2 separate regions of the Ovis canadensis genome follow, and region 2 is linked to region 1. The links are chromatin contacts, called in public Hi-C maps. All regions are on one chromosome and are shown on one strand. Each heading gives the region's core, a stretch centred on a gene start, on an enhancer-like site or on the middle of the called end of the contact. The rest is flanking DNA. Distances are from core to core; before and after follow the strand shown.

What was found. Hi-C and Micro-C count contacts between places; a contact is called where the count stands out from the background.
Region 2: a Hi-C map of fibroblasts shows a contact between it and region 1, with 4 times the contacts expected there. The contact joins two enhancer-like sites. A contact is called at or near these places in 2 of 2 Hi-C or Micro-C datasets (fibroblasts and lung).

The regions. Positions count from the first base shown.
Region 1 is chr1:16,479,196-16,486,052 of ARS-UI_OviCan_v2, forward strand. No RefSeq gene overlaps it. Among named protein-coding and RNA genes, the nearest start is that of SCMH1, 33 kb to the left of the region's middle. Within about 2 kb of position 3,461, the one cell type or tissue checked has open chromatin away from gene starts, as enhancers often do. A contact at or near this core is called in fibroblasts, where this site is marked.
Region 2 is chr1:16,639,893-16,646,749 of ARS-UI_OviCan_v2, forward strand. No RefSeq gene overlaps it. Among named protein-coding and RNA genes, the nearest start is that of FOXO6, 67 kb to the left of the region's middle. Within about 2 kb of position 4,074, the one cell type or tissue checked has open chromatin away from gene starts, as enhancers often do. A contact at or near this core is called in fibroblasts, where this site is marked.

The sequences.
Region 1 (6,857 bases), core at 2,211-4,710:
CATCTGTGGAGGAACAGGTTGAACTCAACCCTAGCGATTCTTGGAGGCTCCACCAGCAGAGAGAGCTCAGAGTCTAGGTTTCGTGGGGCATCCACATGGCTCCCGAGACCTTGGCCTCCTCCTCAGCCTCCTCCTCAGCCTCCTCCTCAGTCACCCCATGTGCCCCTCAGGTCACCCTGCGCACCCCTCAGGTCTACCCACCCTGTGTGACCCACTCTGAAGAGGTGACCCCACCTGCCAAAGCGACTGTGCTTCAAAACCTGCGCTAACATTAGTGTCTTACAGTTACCATAGCACTGAGATTTACTTTCTCTTCTTTTATAATTTAAAAATACTAACGGAATTGCTGTTTTGGTCTGTGTTTTAAAGTCACAGCATTTTCCTCAATGCTGCCACATTTGTGATGCCCTTAAATTTTACTCTAAAGGGTAAATACAATGCCAGAAAGACTTTCTTGGGGGAAAATGCATTTCCCCTCCCGACTGTGGTGGGGCTCAAAAACTTATATAGCATGACTGATAGCATATAAGAGATTTTATAGCATGATTGGTGACATTTAAAAGGAGATCAGTCCTGGGCGTTCTTTGGAAGGACTGATGCTAAAGCTGAAACTCCAGTACTTTGGCCACCTCATGCGAAGAGTTGACTCATTGGAAAAGACCCTGATGCATGGAGGGATTGGGGGCAGGAGGAGAAGGGGATGACAGAGGATGAGATGGCTGGATGGCATCACTGACTCGATGGACACGAGTCTGAGTGAACTCCGGGAGTTGGTGATGGACAGGGAGGCCTGGCGTGCTGCGATTCATGGGGTCACAAAGAGTCGGACATGACTGAGCGACTGAACTGAGCTGGACTGAAAGGACTTTTCTTAAGGGCCTTTTTAGCATTAATCTCCCTTACTGGCCACAGCAGGTGAAGGTTGGGTTCCTTGCAGGCCAGTGTCCTTGTGGCTATTTTGAGAAAGGAAGGGACTTCAAATTTATGGAGCACTATATGCTTCAAAAATAAAGCAGAAATAGATGTTTTTCTGGAACTCTCTTGCTTTTTCGATGATCCAGCAGATGTTGGCAATTTGATCTCTGGTTCCTCTGCCTTTTCTAAAACCAGCTTAAACATCTGGAAGTTCATGGTTCACGTATTGCTGAAGCCTGGCTTGGAGAATTTTGAACATTACTTTACTAGCATGTGAGATGAGTGCAATTGTGTGGTAGTTTGAGCATTCTTTGGCATTGCCTTTCTTTGGGATTGGAATGAAAAGTGACCTTTTCCAGTCCTGTGGCCACTGCTGAGTTTTCCAAATTTGCTGGCATCTTGAGTGCATCACTTTCACAGCAGCATCTTTCAAGATTTGAAATAGCTCAACTGGAATTCCATCACCTCCACCAGCTTTGTTCGTAGTGATGCTCAAGGAGGTCCAACCAGTCCATCCTAAAGGAGATCAGTCCTGAGTGTTCATTGGAAGGACTGATGCTAAAGCTGAAACTCCAATACTTTGGCCACCTCATGTGAAGAATTGACTCATTGGAAAAGACTCTGATGCTGGGAGGGATTGGGGGCAGGAGGAGAAGGGGACAACAGAGGATGAGATGGCTGGATGGCATCACCGACTCGATGGATGTGAGTTTGAGTGAACTCCGGGAGTTGGTGATAGACAGGGAGGCCGGGCGTGCTGTGACTCATGGGGTCTCAAAGAGTCGGACACGACTGAGCAACTGAACTGAACTGAACTGATATGCTTCAGAGTGCTGTCTCTTGTATTATGTATGGGGATCCATTTTACAGATGAGAAATCTAGGCCCAGAAAAGTAAAGTGACTTGCTTACAGCCACACAGCTGAAGGGCAGAGAGCACTACCTTCTCAGCCATACTCTCTTCAAATCCTTCGGTTGGTTTCTGTTCAGGCTTCTATTCTCCAGGAGGATTTCTGCTTATGCAAGAATTTCTATTTGGATTGTAACCCATAGGTAATTACATAAACTATAGGTAATGACATATGGTTTTCCAGTAGTCATGTATGGATGTGAGAGTTGGACCATAAAAAAATTGACTGAAGAATTGATGCTTTTGAACTGTGGTGTTGGAGAAGACTCTTGAGAGTCCCTCGGACTGCAAGGAGATCAAACCAGTCAATCCTAAAGGAAATGGACCCTGAATATTCATTGAAAGGACTGATGCTGAAGCTGAAGCTCCAATACTTTGGCCACCTGATGTGAAGAACTGATTGATTGAGAAAGACCCTGATGCTGGGAAAGATTGAAGGCGGGAGGAGAAGGAGACAACAGAGGATTCTCAAGATGGTTGGATGGCATCACTGACTCAATGGGCATGAGTCTGAGTGAACTCTGGGGGTTGGTGATGGACAGGGAGGCCTGGTGTGCTGCAGTCCATGGGGTTGCAAAGATTCGGACACGACCAAGTGACTGAACTGACTGAATGGTGTATTAGGGCTTCCCAGGCGGCTCAGCAGTGAAGAATCCGCCTGCAATGCAGGACACATGGGTTTGATCCCTGGGTCAGAAAGATCCCCTGGAGGAGGGCAGGGCAACCCATTCCAGTATTCTTGCCTGGAGAATCCCATAGACAGAGAAGCCTAGTGGGTTACAATTCATGGGGTTGTGGAGTCCGACGCAACTGAAGCGACTTAGCATATGACACTTCACACTTAGAGATAACTTTTCTGACTACAAGAATAATAATATGTGATCTGTTTCTTGCTAACTTTATCTGGGTAACTTTTTATGTCCAAATTATTACAGATTCATAGGAAGTTGCAAAAATCATACAAAGAAGTCACATGACCCTTCGCCTAGTTTCCCACGGTGTTGCCATATCAAAGTCAGGACACGGACAGTACCTGTGTGTAGTCTGTATTGTTTTATCTCAGGCCCAGGTTTCTGCAAGCACTGCTGCTCTCAAGGCAGAGAACTATTCCAGCACCACATAGAAATCTCTTCAGCTACTTGTAGAACCACTCCTATCCACTTTCCTCCCATGATCCCTCGCCCCGGGCAATTATGACTCTTCTCCCCATTTCCACAATTTTGTCATTTCTAGGGTGTCATATAAATGGAATCATGCAGTAACCTTTGGAGACTGATTTTTTTTTCGCTTAGTGAAATGCCTTGAAATCCATCCAGTTGTTGCACGTAGTGATAGTTGGTTTCTTTTTATTGTTAAGTAGTATTCCATCTGTGGACAGTTTTTTTTTTTAATTGCAAATACAGAAAATATGCAAATGTTTGTATACAAAATATACAAAAATATATACAGAAAAAAACCCCAAACACCCAGATTAGGGTGAGGGTGGGGGAGGTCTCCTGACTTCCTTTTTGCCCAGATAATAGCCTGAGAAACCCAGGGCCGACCGTCTGCAGACGCGGAGGCCAAGGCATGGAAGACCGCTCCCTCTTCTCAGCTCTGTGGGACTCCATCTGGCTGCTGCTGACTCTCCCCTTGCATCTCTGTCTCTTTTCTTTTTTCCCCTCTCTTTCTCCTCGCCCTGTGTGTCTCCATCTGTCTCTGAGTCATTCTCCCTCTTTTTCTCAAACCACAAAACATGGCTAAATGCAATTTCCATTGAGTGCAGAATCTTGTGTCTGTACTTCATTATTCTGTCTGGATTTGTACATGTTTTCAATTGCATAATTCCCCTCCTTCCTCATTTTCTCCCCAAGACTTTCTCCCACATAATATGAGCATTTGGGGGCCAGCTTTTGACAGTTCTGCCTTTGAATGCTGTAAAAAGTAGAGTGAGTGCCTCTTTCAGTCCTGCGCCACCAGGGAAGCTTGGTTGGCAAGTTCCCCGGGGTTCCTGCTGGGCTTTGTCCCTTAGGCCAGTCCCTGGGGAGGGAGGCCCCTTTATCCACTCCTGAGAAGGCCAAGGCTTCAGCTGTAGCACTGGCCTTGGAAGAGCTCAAAGAGCATCCTGATGGCCAGCTCTAGACCTTCCACCTGCCGGTGACCACGACATCAGGTTCAGATTCCCCTCTCTGCTCTTTAGGGCCTTTAACATTTGGACTGAACCTATTCATTTATTCTTTCAGCCAGAAAGGCTGGGCAGTACACTAGCTTCTTGCTCCAGTAGCCATCACGGTTCTGAAACGGGTTGATAAATAATAACCTAAATATCTAACAAGAAGAGAGTAACTCAGTATGTTGTAAGATATCCTAAAGGAACAACAATTACAAAATCATTAAAAAGTCGTAGCTTAGAGAGTTTTCAGAGTGGGGCGATACTCATGATATGCTGTGACAGTCCTAATGATGTAAAGATACACACAGGCATGGAAAAATGACTTCAAGAAAAGGCACCAGAGTGTTAACAGCTCTTATTTCTGGATTGTGGGATTATAGATGACTTTTAAAATTTTTCTTAATGTTTGCAATAAGCACATTTTATCTTTATAATCAGAAACAAATATGCATTATTAAAACTACATGAACTCTGCTGGATAAAAAGTCATTTCCACAGCTTTCTGCTCAAGTGTTGGAGGGCTTCCGTGTCTATCCTCCCCCGGAACTCCGAGGGGAGGGCAGACCCCTGTCCAGGCATCTTTCCTCCAGCTCACGCCTCCACTGCTGTGCCAGGGGCGGGGGGCGGGAGTGGAGGTAAAGCGGTCTGCATCGTAACCGTGTGGCTACCCTGTTCCCACCCCAGCTGTGGTGACAAACGGAGTTTGCAGAGTGGGCAGGTCCTGCCTGATGTCTCTGCATCTCTGCATTGCACTTCTGAAGTCAGGTGCTGCCCCACTCCCCGGATGCAGTGTCCTTGGTCCTCCTCAAAGTGGATTAGACAACCCCCGTGGCCCCTGTGTACCCAGCACACAGCCTTCAGAAGAGCAGCCACGCAGTCTTGACCTGGCAGCTGGGAGCTGGCAGGGACATGAGCCTTCCAGACGTATCTGGGTAGCCCAGAGGGTCCCTGGTTCTAGCTCATTGTACTGGAAAGAACACGGAGCTCTAGAAATCCACAACTCTGCCATGAACCCCTGCGTGAGAGGAGAGAACCCAAGAGAAGGCTCCCATTTGCCATATGGAAAGTTACCTGCAGTTGTGTGGGGCACAGTTTTTTGACCGTGGGATTTTTGAGCCAGTTCTGTGGGCAAGCAACTGTCACCTGTAGTCTGGCTGCCACAGGGATGGCTTGGGGCTGGGTTCCGGAGCCAGTCTGCCTTGGTTCCTATCCTAGCTCCACCACCTCTGGCAAGTTTCTTCCCTTCTCTGTGCCTCGGTTTCTCCAACTGAAAAGTGGGGGTAACGATAGTACCCACTTCCTAGAGTCATTGCCAAGGTTAAGAAGCTGATTCGTGCAAAGGCGGAGAACAGTGCCTGCCTCAGAGTAGGCTGCAGTGAATGTTAGCTATTATTCTTATTATCCTGCCATGCGTTCATGGGGCATGGGAACATTAGACATCGGGGCTCTCCCAGGAAGACCCAGATGTAAGTCTCTGATGAATGCCAAATGAGGATTACCAACGAAAAGCTCTGCCTCCACTCCATTCCTGAGTTGGGTGGGGTATAGAGAAATACAGGCTGGGCAGGGAAAATGGATCTGGCTTCGTCAGAAATGGTAGAATCCCAGCCAGGGCAGGGAGTCCATGCATGGGGGTGGAACAAGAGATAATTTTCAATCTGTGCTTGCAATGCCTGTCTATTTACAGACGCTATTTTCTTATACCACCCTGCAGGGCAGGTTCACATTAGGTGAGGAAACTGAGAAGGCTCAGATTGGGCCGTGACTTGTTCTGTACCCTGCACCTGGGACGGTTGGAGCTGAGATTTGAATCCAGGGCATGCCCGTTTATGTGGACCTTTGCTGGCCCTTGCCTGGGCCAAGGAAGCCTCTGTTCCAGGCTGGGGGTGGTCAGGGCTGAGGTCTGAGAGGGGACACCTGGCGGGGAAACCCAGCCCCAGGAGTGGTGCTGGGCAGCCACAGGGGGAAAGAGCAGAAAGTAGGTCGGTCAGGCAGGAGACAGAGCGTGAAATTAACAAGCACATGGGGCTGGTGGAGTCACCTTCCAGGAGGGTGAGCAGGAAGAATGCAGTCCCTGGGCGGGGTGGGGATGAGGCAGGGGGTGCTGAAGGGCTGGAGCAGGTGGGGGAAGTAGGTTACCCTACCAGTGTTTTCTTTCTTTGCCTGGCACTGGGGGGGGCAGGATGGGAAAATGATGGGGGAGTAGGAGGGTAGAGAGTGGCAGGTGGGGCCGCCAGATACAGGCTCCCTGAGGGCAGGACCATGTTTGCTTTCTTCATGGCTGACGGATCCTTTTTCTTGGCTGCATCGGGTCTTGGTTGTAGCACGTGGGTTTTTTTGTCGCATGTGCCAGTTTAGTTGCCCTGCGGCATCCTTGACCAGGGATCGAACCTGCATCCTCTGCATTGGAAGGCGAGTTCTTAACCACTGAACCCCCCCTAGGGAAGTCCCCATGGCTGACCAACTCTTGCTACCTAGGACAGTAGCCACATACAATGAGCATATCTGAATGTATATCTGTTCAGAAATAGCTCTGCTATGTATACTATCAGTGACTTGGGGAAATAAGGCTTTTGTTCCTTGTTGGTACTGAGGAGCTTCACCAGAATTTGGTAGCATTTGCTGAGTACCTGCCGTGTACTAGCCCCAAGCTAGGTGCTGGGGACACCAGCATGTACAAGATACACGTCTTCCCTTACAAACTTCACCATCCAATGGAAAGACAGGTTAGCAAATGATTGTAATACTATGTGCTAAACATGATGCCTAGTTGAGACACAGAGAAGAGACAGTTCTGCTGGGAGTGTGCTCAGAGTACAGCTTCTTAGAGGAATGACTCAAAAGGTGGATTGAAGGTTGAGGACAGGCCCATATTATGACT
Region 2 (6,857 bases), core at 2,824-5,323, 160 kb after region 1:
CCCCAAAACGTCTGCCTTCAGGGCCTCACTAGGATGTGAGTGACGCAGGTTGAGCTGTCAAGGTCTCTAGCCATCAGAGAACAGGGTGAAGGTGAGAGTGCCCACCGCCAGCCCGGGCACCGTGCCCACTGACCCCTGCAGCCTCGGGCCCTCTGCCCCAGGCAGTAGCTTGCTCCTGGTCCCATCTCTGTCCCAGTAGCCTTCCCCTTTCTCTCCTCCTTCCCTTCTCTCCCTGTCCCTGCCCTGGGGGCTTTGGCTCGGTGACTCCCCTTCCATCCGGACCCAATGGGGACAAGGAGACCTGGTTTGAGCCTCAGCTCATGCCCAGCTCATACCCTCCCCTGCCATCACAGCTCCTGAGCTCTGTGACCATGGACAAGTGGCCAAACCTCTCGGATTCTCTGTTTACTTATCTTCAGAGTGCAAGCCATAGACCCTATCTCCTGAATGGATTGAATGCTGGTTGAGCACTTATCCTGTGCCAGGCACCGCGTGGCTGTGTTGCATGAATTATCTTAACTGTTTGGGGTAGCTATCATCATCACTCTCATTTTGCTGAGGCTCAGAGGAGGAAACGGAGGCCCAGAGAGAGGGCGCCTCCTTGTTCCTGATCGTGCACCTATTTGTGCAGAGCTGAGCTCTGGAGTTTCAAGATCTGTGTTCTTTGCCAGGCACCAGGGAATTGGGGGAGGGTGCAGGGCCGCGGGCAGAGGTGTGACCTCACCAAGCCAGAGGTCAGCGAGACCGGGACCTGGGTCACATGCATAAACACAAGTTAAGATGCTGCGTTTTGGAGTCAGGCCTGAGTCTCCTCACCTGTGGAACGGGCAAGGGGGAACCCTCCCTTGGAGAGGCCGTGATTGGTAAAGGGCAGAGCTTGGGATCAAATCCAGCCTCCCACACGCTCGCCTGCCCCAAACAAGAAGGACTTTGGGGTTGCTTCCGTTGAGATGGGGCACAATCCTGCTTTATGGAAATGGTTGCATACATAAGCAAATATTGGCAAATTTAATCCCATTTTTCCTACAACACTATTACAAATCCTGAGATCTCTGCCCAAGGAATGAAAATGCCTGCACACATCATTCGAAGTCCCCACTCCAGGCCCTGAACTTCCCTCTTCTGAGTCATGCTTCGGAAGCCCATCAGAAGAAGTAGCAGCTTAGAGTGGGGCCCGGGCTTGGCCCAGATCGCACAGCGCAGGGTGGCCGAGGTCCCATCCTGTCTCACCCCACATGGCTTTCCCTCTCCCTGGGGCCTGAAGCGAGGGCAAAGCTGGCTCCCCGACCCTGAGCAGCTGCCTTCATTAGCATTTTGGGATGTACCCACCCAGGTTGCCATGTGTGGCTGAGGAGTTCACAGCTGCAGGTTCTAACTCACCCTAATTGACCCTGCAGAGAATCCTCCCAACTCCAGGGCTTTTACAGCTTATTGGAGCTTTATTTTGGTTAAGAAAAATGGCGCATTTATGCCAAACGTGCAGTGTTATAAACTGATGCTGCTTTGACTCACTGCAAAAAAGGCTCTCGTGCTGAGCGGCCGGGGCTGTAGCGCTCCCCTGTGTGGCCAGGCCCTGGGCTCAGACATTCCCCCAAGAGCCCCATCTTCTAGAAGAAGTAGCTGAGGTTTGGAGAGGGCCATGGTGACAACAGCAGCTGGCCTGTACTGGCCACTTACTGTGGTTGAGCTCTGGGCTAAGTACTTCGCAGACAGAAAGTAAATAGCCCACGGTCTAGATGCTTGTCACCATCCGGTCCAAAGGCCAGCTTGGCCAGGAAGAAGACGTTCCGGGCAGAGCCCATGAGCTTGTTCTGTTTATGGTGAATCTGAGGCTCTTGTGGGATCTCCAGAAAGGAGACCTTGGCTCAGGGGCTGATCAGCTGTTCACCCTGGGCAACTTTCTCTGTGCCTTGGTGCCCCCATCTGCAAAATGGGGATAATAATAGTACTTCCTTCATGAAGTTATGTGTCATGATTAAGTGACTTGGATGGGGTTGACCCACACTGAAGAGGCAGTTGGATCCTTGGGCATGGAGACTGGCCTTGGTGAGTTTGGGAACATTGGTACCGGGGCAGGGGGGTGGTGGTGTGGGATGATCATGTGGGGCTAGAAGAGAGCTCCATCCTCTGCAGGACAGGATGGCAGAGGGACCTACCGGGGGAGTAAGGAGCAGCCAGGAGGACCTTCACTAGGGCGTGGGGCCGTGGAGCCGAGCTGTGGGCGGGAGAGCAGGGCGCAGCTGTCTGGCCCCAGCCTGGGCTGGGAGCCCAATGCTCTCAGGATGTACCATGAGTGAGTGATGAGAAGAATTTTGGTGGACTATGGTGCAGAGGGCAGGGGGCTGAGGAGGCAGAGATGAACGGACAAGTAATGCTTGAAGAGCTCCACCAGGCTGGGGAGAAGAAATGGGGCCCAGCTGGAGCCATGTGCAGGGCTAAGAAAGTAGCTTGAAAGATCATTATCAAGAGGTGAGTGTGTTTGTTGATGAAAGGAAGAAGTGGGGAGAGACGAGGCAAGGGAGGGGGACCCTGGGGCCTGGGGACAGCTGGGATCCTCTAGGAGGAGTGTTGTGGGTCTGCCCCAGGCTGGGCCTTTGCAGAATGGGGTGGGAGAGTTTTGAGGGCTCCCGCGCTCAAGACTCTGGATGCAGAAAGGTCCCTCGGGGTGTAGGCTGGATAGGGAGGGAGTCCAGGAGGAGGAAAAGGGGGTGAGATGAGGTCAGAGAGTGGGGTCAGGAGAGTGAAGCCAGCCCAGCCGGGAAGGGTGGAGGATGGTGGACAGAGAAGTGGGTGGGAGCGGGGGAAATATCAGGGGGTGGTGCTGGGGGCAGGCAGTGTCCGGGGTGGGGATGGCTGGGAGAGTGCAGAGGAGGAGAGGGCTGTTGGTGCTGTTGGACCTCAGAACTGAGGGGCAAGGGGTGGCTGGGTCACAGGGGTACGAAGAACGTCACCTGGGGGTCCTTGAACGGGGAAGTCTGATTCTCACCACTACTGGCACGAATGAGGGGGAGAAGCCTCCTCCACGGCCCCAGGCTCCCTCTGCACCCCACTGTCAGTGGCTGCTGGTGGACAGAGGTGGCCGCCACAGCCTGAGTCCTGCTTCTAGAACCGCACAAGAGGCCCTGAGGGGCCAGGAGGGTCAGGGAGCACTGGGGCTGGCCTCTCACTGCCCCATTAGGGGAAGAAGGTCTCAGGGGGGCACAGTTAGGTCCTCGAGGTGCCTTGAGGCACAGGTGCCAGCCCTGGGCTCGGCTCCAGGCTGGCGATGCAGAAGGCAGCAGGCTGGGGCCCTGGCTGGTGCCCCCACTCCCTCCAGCCAGGCTCTGCTCAGTCTCTGGAGGCCCAATGGACTGTGCCCGGTGTACCCAAAGGGTGGTGACCCCGCCGTCTCTAGTCCCCATAGAACCAAGGAAGCCCTAGGGGGTACCCATCCTGAGAGAAAGGGCAGGAAGGCTGGTGGAGGGCTTGGCTCCATGAACACCCACAACCAATCACGACCCATTGGCGATTCCTTGATGAGCCCACCATGCCTTTGTGATGACTGGGTGCTAGAGGGTGCTGGGAACCGGCCTGGACTCGCCCTTGGGGTGCCCACTCCTCCTACCCACATGGGGCCAGTTTCTCCCAACTCATGAGCTCCCCCTGGGCCCAGAATGGGAGGCCAGCAAGGGCCACTGTGCTACATTTTTCCTTGCAGCTCAGCTCCGTGGTTACTCCCCTCAGGAGACCCTGACACCCCTGACTGGTCAGGGGCCCCCGGCCCTGAATGAGTCACGGGCACCTTGTCTGTCTCGCCTTGGGTGGTGGTCAGTCCATGAGGCCGGGCCTGGGGTTCACCTCTGCCCCAACTGAACAGGTGGGAAAGCTGCTGGGTGAACAGGAGGGGACGGAGGTGGCCAGAAGCTCCTTTGGGAAAAACAGTTTCCCCAGGACATAGCGTGGTGAGGGGAGGGGTGGATTCTGGGGCCAAAGTACTGGAACTAAGCTTTGTGGCCGCTGGCAAGTTCTTAACCTCTCTCATGCCTTCCTCCGTCATCTGTGAGTCAGAGGATGAGGCTGCCTCGTGGGTGTGTAAAGGGCTGGGACCTCTTATTCATCACTGTGATTGCCCAGAGAAGGGTCTGGTCTTCATGGCGCAGGGTGACCTGGGGGAGCCAGAATCAGGCGTGGTCCCTGCCCTGAGGACTTGAGTGCTGCTAACCCCCTGTGAGTTGGTGCCAGGACTCTCTCCAAAGCTCTGCCAGCACCCAGCACCAGAGGGAATAACTTGCTCCATGCCGACCGCTGTGTGACTTAGGCAAATCACTAAACCTCTCTGAGTCCATTCTCTCCATGGGTAAAATACATCACCATTATCATTCAATTAGTGTGTTCCTGCGCTTACTCTGCAGATGTATACTGAAGCAGGTAGTGTTGCCGTCAGATAAACAAAGAGCTAAAGTGTGGATGGGGCTTTGCCTGGGGGGTGGACGCAGGTAGCTGCATCCCACGCCCCCGGGATTCAGTCCCAGCTCCCAGGCCCCCTCCCAGGCACAGCTCCACCGCGGGCCTCAGCCCTTGGCTCCCTGCAAGGTGAGGCTCGGGCGCCCTCTTGTGGCCGCAGACCTCGGAGCGCCGCCCCTCCCGAGGGTCCAGAATCCCTGTTGCTGGGTGTTTTGAGCGGAGGGAGGAGCCCTGGGCACCATCCCCACCTCCCGCCACGCATGGACTGCCCAGAAGAGGCCCCGGAGGCCCTGGAAGTGCTGCAGCCTGTTCTGGCCCCACTGTGAGCGGAGGGTGGCCCTGGCCTCCTCCAGCCTGGCATCCTCACCCTCCTGCCCCTCCTCTGTCCTCTCCTCTGCCCAGACCACCCTCCTAGAGGCTGCCTCTTCCTGGCAGGACACCCCAGGGCAGCCCGGGCCCAGCATCCCAGCTAGCTGGTGGGCAGGCCCTGGAAACTAACAGCTGGTGCGAGTGGGCGATCGGCAGCACTGCCAGGCCCAGGCGCTCGCCAGCTGGCGGCCACCACTCCACCCTGCACCCCCACTTTAAGCAGCCCTGCCCAGTGGGGTGCTGTGGCCCCCTGGGCTGCTCCTTGCAGTCCCGAGTGTGTTAGGCTCAGATGCCTCGTGATGCAGGCAGGGCACACACCCTCTTGGAACCTCAGAAAACAGGTCCTGAGCTTTCTTCTTAGGCTCAAGCGGAGCCTGGCTGCACCGAGGGGTGTGTAATACTGGACCAGCCTAGGGGCCCTTCTGGCCCTCAGCCCATCTGAGCCGCAGGCGGCTGCGTGTGTTGTGTGCGTCTCTACGTGGCCGTGTCCCCTGTGTGAATGGACTGCATCCATTCATCCATCAAACGTAACTCGAGCCTGTCCCAGGCTCTACTCCTACTCACAGGTAGAGCCAGGCCAGAGAACCGCCAGGGGGAGAGCAAGTGTTACGGGGCTCTTGGAGCCAGAGGGAGGACCAGCTGCCGGGTCAGGCGGCCTGCAGCATGTGAGGCGGGTGTTGAGAGGCAGCCGGGAGCTGGCCAGTGCCCGTCAGTGCCATGTGCTGAGGCTGCTCTGAGCTGGGCACTCAGCATGGCCCCACCCTGGTGCCCCATGGGGTCTTCTTGATGAAGGTCATGGCAGCCTTGCTTCCTAGGTGAGGAAAGAGCTCAGGGAGGTGGTGTGACTCATCCAAGATCACACAGTCACCAAACGGCCCACCCAGGATGCAGACCCAGACCTGGCTGATCTGGAGCCCAGGGTTTAAGTTGCTCTGTTCCAACCTCAGTAAGGTGAGTGGGAAAATCCCCCCAGTCTCCAAGGCCAGGTTGGGGAGGGCAGTGGGGCTGACCTGGTCGAACTTGAGTTTTGGAAAGATTCCCTTGATAATTCATGGGGCGCATGCATATGTGTGTGTGTGTGTGTGTGTGTGTGAGAGAGAGAGAGAGAGAGAGAGAGAGAGAGAGAGAGAGAGAGAGAGGGAGACAGAGCAGTGCGCAGATCAGAGGAGTGGGTGACAAGGACTTGGCAGCGATCCAGAGGGGCAGCGGTGGCCTGGATTGGGTGGGATGGGGGACAGGGTGCGGGATAGGTAGATTACAAAGGTTTGGGAGGTAACTTGGGCAGGACTTGGGGGGTGAGCAGGAGAGGCAGCCAGTGTCTGACTTGGGAACCTGGATGGTTGATGGAGCGTATTCTCTGAGGTGGGAGGAGCAAGCCGATGGGACTGGTGATGAGCTCAGCCTTGGAGCAGACACATGGGGCAGAGCTCCAGCTCACTGGGAGTCCTGTGTCCCTCTTTGGGCTGCCGTACACACAGCCAATCCCTTGCCTGTGTTCCTGGGGCAGTGCCCAGCCTGGCACTGACAGGGCAGCATCAGGGTCTGGAGGGCAGTGGCTATGTGTCTGCCTTACCCTGATCACCCCCTATCACTGCCATGCTGTGTCCTGGGGGCCGCAGGGAGCAGGGGATCCTAGGTGCCACCCTATCAGAGACTTGGCTCTGGCCAAGCCCCTCTGCCAGAGGGTCAAGGACCTGCAGCGCTGGGACTCTCAAGGTAGATAGCTCTATGCCTCATGCCACCCACTCTTTTCTTCCAGATTAGACTCAAGTCCTTTCCTGCAGCCTCGAGTCCCTTCCGATGTCAACCTGGGATCCCTCTGGCTAGACGGTATGTTGCTGGCACCTTAATCTCTCTCCCTAGTAGACCCCACCAGCTTTTCTAGGGCTGAACTCTCCCCTCCCCCAACTAGCATCACCCCACTTTCAAAGTGCCCATCTGCCATGAATACAGCATAGCGCATCATGGCCCCCTCTGAGCCTCAGTTTCCTCATCTGTCCAGTGGGCTCAGTGGGCCGGACCTGGCAGAACCATGGTGGGTCGAG